2 separate regions of the Zea mays genome follow, and region 2 is linked to region 1. The links are chromatin contacts, called in public Hi-C maps. All regions are on one chromosome and are shown on one strand. Each heading gives the region's core, a stretch centred on a gene start, on an enhancer-like site or on the middle of the called end of the contact. The rest is flanking DNA. Distances are from core to core; before and after follow the strand shown. Region 1 holds the start of LOC100381605. Region 2 holds the start of LOC107275243.

Region 1 (3,222 bases), core at 529-3,028:
CGGAGTCCTGCCTGAGGTGGGAGACTCTCGGGGAGATGTCTCGGTTTTTTGTGGGTAGCTTGGCTGTCGCCCCTCGAAGGTTTTCGTCCTTGTTTCTCTGTGTGCGTTTGTTAGGGGGTAATTCGGGTTTCCCTAATTATTACCCCTGACACATATAATGTAATAACATTTATTAGGGTATAACTTGCTAATCGAGTCAGCTCACGAGCCAACTTAGAGATGAGCCCAAACTCATTCTTCAACTCGTTTGAGCCAAGTCGAGATTGATCAACCACTAAGTTGAGCTCGGCTTGGGTCATTTCTAGCCCTATCCACACGGCTATGCCCACCCCTTTCCCTTCTTGAGCATGTTTAATTTCACTTATAATACGTTTATGGATGAAAATAAGCGACAATCTGTTCGCTTGGCTTTAATCCGAAACTGCTTCTACTATTTCTACAGTGTTTTGTATCTATGGTTACAGTTGAAATAGTCCGAACAATTGGCTTTAATTCAAAGTGATAGTCCAACTGAGCGTCTAAATTATTTTTGCTTCTTACAAAGTCTACGGTTCATAATTGAATTTGATAAGCAGAAATTAAGAGTATGTTTAGGAGAGTTTCACTTCAAAAATTTCAGCTTCGGGTTTCCAGCTTCATCATAAAACAGCTCTAACAAATTGTTGAAGTGGGTTCGAGTAGTGTTTGACTTGTACATGGGCTCCAGCTTCTGTAATGCAATTGATTTATGTGAGTTTTCTTATTACCCTTGATAATTAGTGGTTGTCACGAGAAAATCAAAGCGCTATGTTGTGTAACCAGTGGCATGGTTGGTAATTTTCATGCAACTTCATGATGAGATGTGAAAATAGTGTTTGTGAAGCACCCTTTGAAGAGCTTCGTAAATTTCATGAAAGTAGTCTCTAGTTTTAATTTTTTAAAGCTAGAGCTCGTGAAGTTTGACCTGCTTGGATGGAAGAAGCTAGAACGGACCTGGAATTTTAAAAGTAAAGTCCTTCCAAATATGCCATAAATAATCGAGAGAATCATTGTGTTTCCTACTTCCTTTGTTCATAAATGTTTGTCGCTATGGTATTCGTGTCAGTCAAACTTTCTTAAGTTTGATTAGATTTATAGAATATATTAGCAATATTTGTGTCTTCAAATAATTTTACTATAATAATAAATTCAAAGATCTATCTAATGATATTAATTATGTACTATAAATATTGTTGAGTTTGTGATCTAAATTCTGAAGAAGAGGGCCAAGTTGGCGAGCGAAGCGAAGGCCCCCGCGGTACAAATCGTTTCCTACTCACCTTAGGGTTTAGCCTTTATAAATACACTTGTAATCTGCAGGAGATCGACCTAATTGTAAATCTTCTGCGATCTGTAACCACCCAAAAAATAGTGATATTCTTCTAGCCGGCGTCCGCGGTTTTTTCACTTTGATTTGTTCCACGTTAAATCTATATCTTCTCTATGTTTGATCAACTTTATATCGTATTGATTCATAACAAATATTAATATTTTTTATATAAATATAGTTAAAGATAAAAATGTTTGATTCCTAAAAAATGAGAATGATCAACATTTGTGACCGAGGGGGTAGAATCTAAGTGGGGTGAGAAGGAAAAAAAACAAACAAACAGGGTCCTTGTGCGCACACTTTTGCGCACGGGAGAAGCTTGGCGTGCGCGCCTCCGTGGTCCGTCGGATGCCCAGGCGGAAGATCCAACGGCAACGCTCCCCAAACCTTATCTTCGCAGCATTGTTGCTGTCCGAGGTCAGCCGCCCTCTCTCTCTCCTCGTGCTCCGATTCGTGGGCTCGAGCTCCGGTGACTAGGAACAGCGGCAAGGTGGGTCCTCCTCCTCCTCCTCCCTCCTCCTCTCAGGTTGTCGGCATGACCGGGTTAGGGTTCGGAGGCTGGGTCCGCCCTTGATCTGGGGCTGCTTGGCCTTGGAGCTCCAGCCTCCCACTGGCAAGAGATACATTTGCTTCTGCTACGGCTTACGGATTGGTTGCCACTTGCCACCAAGACACATTGTGCCCCCTGCCTTCCGTGCTTCTGTGAAGGAGTCATCAATAAACCTCAACGCAGGAAATCGAATTAGATTTAGCCAGATCTAACTTGCGCATTTGCTGTTGATTGGAATGTTATTGCTTCAGCTTCAGGTGGTAGGACATACGAATAGGAAGCTACAGCTTTGTGATGGGAAACATACACCTAGAATCCTGTGTAAAATTGTCTGTTTCGGTTGATCACGCAGTCTTCACATTTATCTATATATTCACTAACGACTCTAGTTCACCAGAAATTCTGATACTTGTTTTCTTATGCAGGAAACAATGCTTCTTTCTCCCTTCGCACCTTTGTGATGCACTGAACACTAGTCAGGAGCTCTAGTAATCCTCTAATGGCCGAATGTTCATTGGCAACGCTGAGAGTGAGAGGCCAGTATCAAGGGAGATGGACCTGGTCCAACAGCAAGTTGAATATGCCAATCATGGATCCAAAGAGGTTGCCATTCTTTTTCCCCCCATCCTTACGTTGAGATAGTCTTGAGTTGTTGGGTTGCCATCCAACTTTTTTCGCATTTACTTTGTTTGCAGGAACTACGCCCTCAAGATTCATCTTCCATGCCAATCCAAAGCAGCAAGAGAATGGACAAGTGTTGCATTTACCCCTTTTGGTTTTCATGGAAGGGATCACAGGGTGGAAACTTCAGTTAAATGTTACTGTTTGCAGCCACTCATGGATTCGGAGAGCATGGTCTCACCAAATCTAATACTGATTTCGGATGAAGCTCTTCTCACTATCAGCATGGTTTTTGCATATTTGGCTGGAGTTGTACCCTCTGGGCAGACATCTCCTCGTGTCAGAAATCAGAATGTTTCTCAACATATTCCAGAGCCAAGCTCCTCTCATTCTGGTAGGTAAGACTAGCTCCATAATTATTACTTCTAGATATCAGAGTGGTGGCATAGCAGAAAAAATAACTGCTAACGCGACTCCTTTTCACAAATTTAGGGACCTAAAGTTCTTGCCTGAAAGGAATGCTGCATTTGACCCCAACGATATGTGGAGTGAAGTGAGTGCTAAACTTTCCAAAGCCTTACAAGCACATGTTCAAGATGCCCTTTTGGATAGCCGAGAGGATGGACTCATGAGTGATAGGAAAAACTATCCTTTGAGTATGCTTGCCATTCATGCTGGTCCCAGATTGCGGCTTCTTCTGATC
Region 2 (3,192 bases), core at 441-2,940, 190 kb before region 1:
CATGCAGCTGAACAGCGTCACCACGTACGGGGTCGACTGGAACCCCTCCGTCGACTTCTTGCGGTACACGCGGTAGAACGTCGGCCTGCGCGGGATCAGCGGGAACGAATATTTTTTACCGTGTGATTTTTTAGATTAATTATTACTAGATTGCGTGCGCTGTTCCATACTAAAAGCATGTGCAACGCAACCACCGAACAGTGACACGTACTGGCTCGCAACTGATTAAAGTGACGTTATTAATGCGACAATTCAATTCCCAACGAGTTTATTTCCTAGCTAGCTATGTTGTCTTCAGGTGTACGTATATATATATATATATATATATATATATATATATATATATATATATATATATATATATATATATATATATATATATATATATATATATATATATATATATATATATATATATATATATATATAGGGGGATCTAGAACCACGCATAAATTAAAGGAAAAGGATCTAGAAGAGCATGGACGATGATGGCACGTCATTCATTCAACAGTGAGATACGCATGCGTGCGTGCCATGTTCTTTATATATATGTTCTCATCATACCTGATGGCAGTATATATTTTGGACGCTTCCCTTTACTGAATATACATAGAAACATATTGGTAGTATATTATGCATGGTACTGGATACTGTAAACGTAAATATGAAAAGTTCACGGCTAGGTTAAATAAATTAAAGCAGAGAGTTACTTACAGCGGCGAAAGGAACACCATCAGCGAGATTATGTTACCTGCAAAGCAAAACGGCAAGGTCGGAAGGACAGACGCGGTCAGTCAAATTGCTGTGTGATCGACGATGGTAGAACAGACGAAGAGCAGGAGGCGGAGAAAGAACCCCCCAAAAAAAAAGCATGCGAGAAGGAGAACATCCGGCGGCCGGGGTTATTAGCTGCAGCTAGCCTGCAGGCGGAGGAAATGGAACAAACTCTCCTCGCGGCGCGCCGTTGTGTTGGTTCCCGTCGTCAAGCAGGTACTACATGTAAAATGTATGACTGCCCTGGTTTCTTTGTTTGGGCTAACCACCGCATTAGTTAGGCCCAAAAAAAGTTGGGTTTTGGGCGGTTCCGTTCGTTCGGATGGCAGGCTATACTGTGCCGTGGCTCGGAAAGGAAGAGGTGGTTATTAGCGCATATAGCTAGTAGATTGACGAGGACGTGTTGTGTTGTCCTGTACGACGACACATATCTGAGAGAGGCGCGCGGTGATGAAACTGTACCTAGGACTTGGGAGACGATGATGCCATGCATGTATCATGTATGCGTGCGTCTCAAAGGACTTGGGACAAGGAAGGAAAACAATGCAGAAACACTGACGAGGACGAAGACGGCAGGGCGGCTCCGTTGATGCGGTTAATTAGTAGCTACGAGTGACAGACTGACAGTATATATGTACCTAGGATACCGAAGGTGAAGGCCCAGGTCTGCTGCTCCATGTTGAGGAAAGCCATCTATCTCGATCGATCGATCGATCGATCTCCTCCCCTCCTGGTCGTTCTCCCTCTCGCGCGCCGCGCTCTGGCTAGGTAAGGGTAGGCAGCGCGGGCGCGCGCAGTACTGGTGGAGCAGTCGTCAACGGCGGTCCTGCAGCGGAGAAGGGGAGGCCAGGTGTGCAGAGGGGCAGAGGAGCTCGCTCGCTCGCTACCTGAGGAGGAGGAGGGAGCTAGCTCTCTCCGCTGCCTTGGGCGCTTGGGAACCTTGGAGCCGGCAGAGCATCCTATATATAGGGAGACGGTGGAGATGAGCTGAGGGGAGAGAGGAAGAGAGAGCTCAAGCCTCAAGAAGAGGAGGTGAGCACGGAGAGGTGAGTCATTAGCTCCTGAGTGGACCCGTTAGATCTACATGATTACACAACGACTTGTCGCGTCGCGCTTGCTTTTTTGGCGCCGCGGGGGGAGAGAAAGAGAGAGAGGGTAGCCGGCCATCTATTTTGTGGTTGCGCGTCGCACTGGCTCAGTGGCTCTGTTTTCGTTTCGTCGTAACGCCTCGTGACATGTCAAACTCCACCACCAGCAGAGGCAGAGGCGGCGGCGGCGGCGTCCGGCCCAAGCCCCGCGGTTCCTGCAGGGCGTCTGATGATGCGGCGCAGGCGCAGCAGCAGCTAGCTGGTCACACGCTAACTGTACGTACGTGAGTCGCCTCGCCTGCACTTGCCCTTGTGTGCCCTGCTAGTTGTCGTAACGGCCCGCTCACGCTTTCTACAAAAGACACGGCACATCCCAGCGTCGTGACGAACTTTGCGGGGGGAGGGCCAACGGACTGCACACCAGTGCTGGCCTCGCAAGCAAGTCGTGCACACACACACGCAGGCGCAGGCAGCTGCGTGCCGAACGAACGAACGGGAAGCAGTGATGTGGTCGTTCCTTCTTCCTGCTGGTGGAATGGACGGAATGGAATGGAAGTGCTCTTTACGTGTTCCGTCCCGTGGGGGGTTCAGGGTGGGGGGCGCTCCTCGAGGTCGCATGTCATGTGCTCTGCTCCAGATCGTCTGTGGTGCTAGCCGCCTAGCCCCTGGCTCCCTGCTAGCCTGGTTCGCGGCGCCACGTTACCGCCAAAATATCGCCGGCAATTAATGGGTGACCCACCCCCGCCCGCATACACGGATACGGTAAGGGTGGGTGGTACACGTATGATATGACCGGGATATATGGCAAGGTGTGAGCTGCGTATTTGTGGACTAGTACTAGCTAGCTAGTGTGCTTGGGGCATCCCTTCTAGCTTGCATTTGCTGCTTGATGCAGCCGCCTGGATCGGAGTGGAGGTACTCACTGCACTTGACGCAGCAGGCTAACGACGAGCGTTTCGATGCTTTTAAGGTAAACGCTCGCATGTACAGTACGTAGTAGTAAAAACTAAAAACGGACAACCCAAGGACGATCGATCGAGACGGAAATGATCTGACCGCCGTACAATTATTTTCATACCTACGAGTCTACGACGACGACGACACCGGCCGGCCTCTGATCGATCGAGAGCCAAATGTACGTAGCAGCACGTACGTGATGCTAGCTAGCTAGCTAGCTTATAGCTTCCAACGATGATATATGATGGATGTCCAAGCTCAATCAAACTGCATGCCTAGGGTCCATCTAATTCTGATCCTGGCTTCTTGCAATCGGCTCTGTCGTCCAGCTCCAGCGGCAGCCTAGGCTAGCGGTACGGTGCCCAAGCTGAAA

Evidence for each region. Hi-C and Micro-C count contacts between places; a contact is called where the count stands out from the background.
Region 2: a contact with region 1 is called in a Hi-C map of bundle sheath, with 2.6 times the contacts expected there. The contact joins the promoter of LOC107275243 here to the promoter of LOC100381605 in region 1. A contact is called at or near these places in 3 of 25 Hi-C or Micro-C datasets (bundle sheath, endosperm and leaf).

Annotation. Positions count from the first base shown.
Region 1 is chr5:167,950,902-167,954,123 of Zm-B73-REFERENCE-NAM-5.0, reverse strand. LOC100381605 reads left to right here and starts at 1,778. Exons shown (of 9, transcript NM_001174423.1): 1 at 1,778-1,838; 2 at 2,324-2,501; 3 at 2,594-2,917; 4 at 3,012-3,222. The coding sequence starts at 2,398.
Region 2 is chr5:168,138,173-168,141,364 of Zm-B73-REFERENCE-NAM-5.0, reverse strand. LOC107275243 reads right to left here and starts at 1,690. Exons shown (of 4, transcript NM_001320535.1): 1 at 1,413-1,690; 2 at 715-751; 3 at 1-85. The coding sequence starts at 1,467.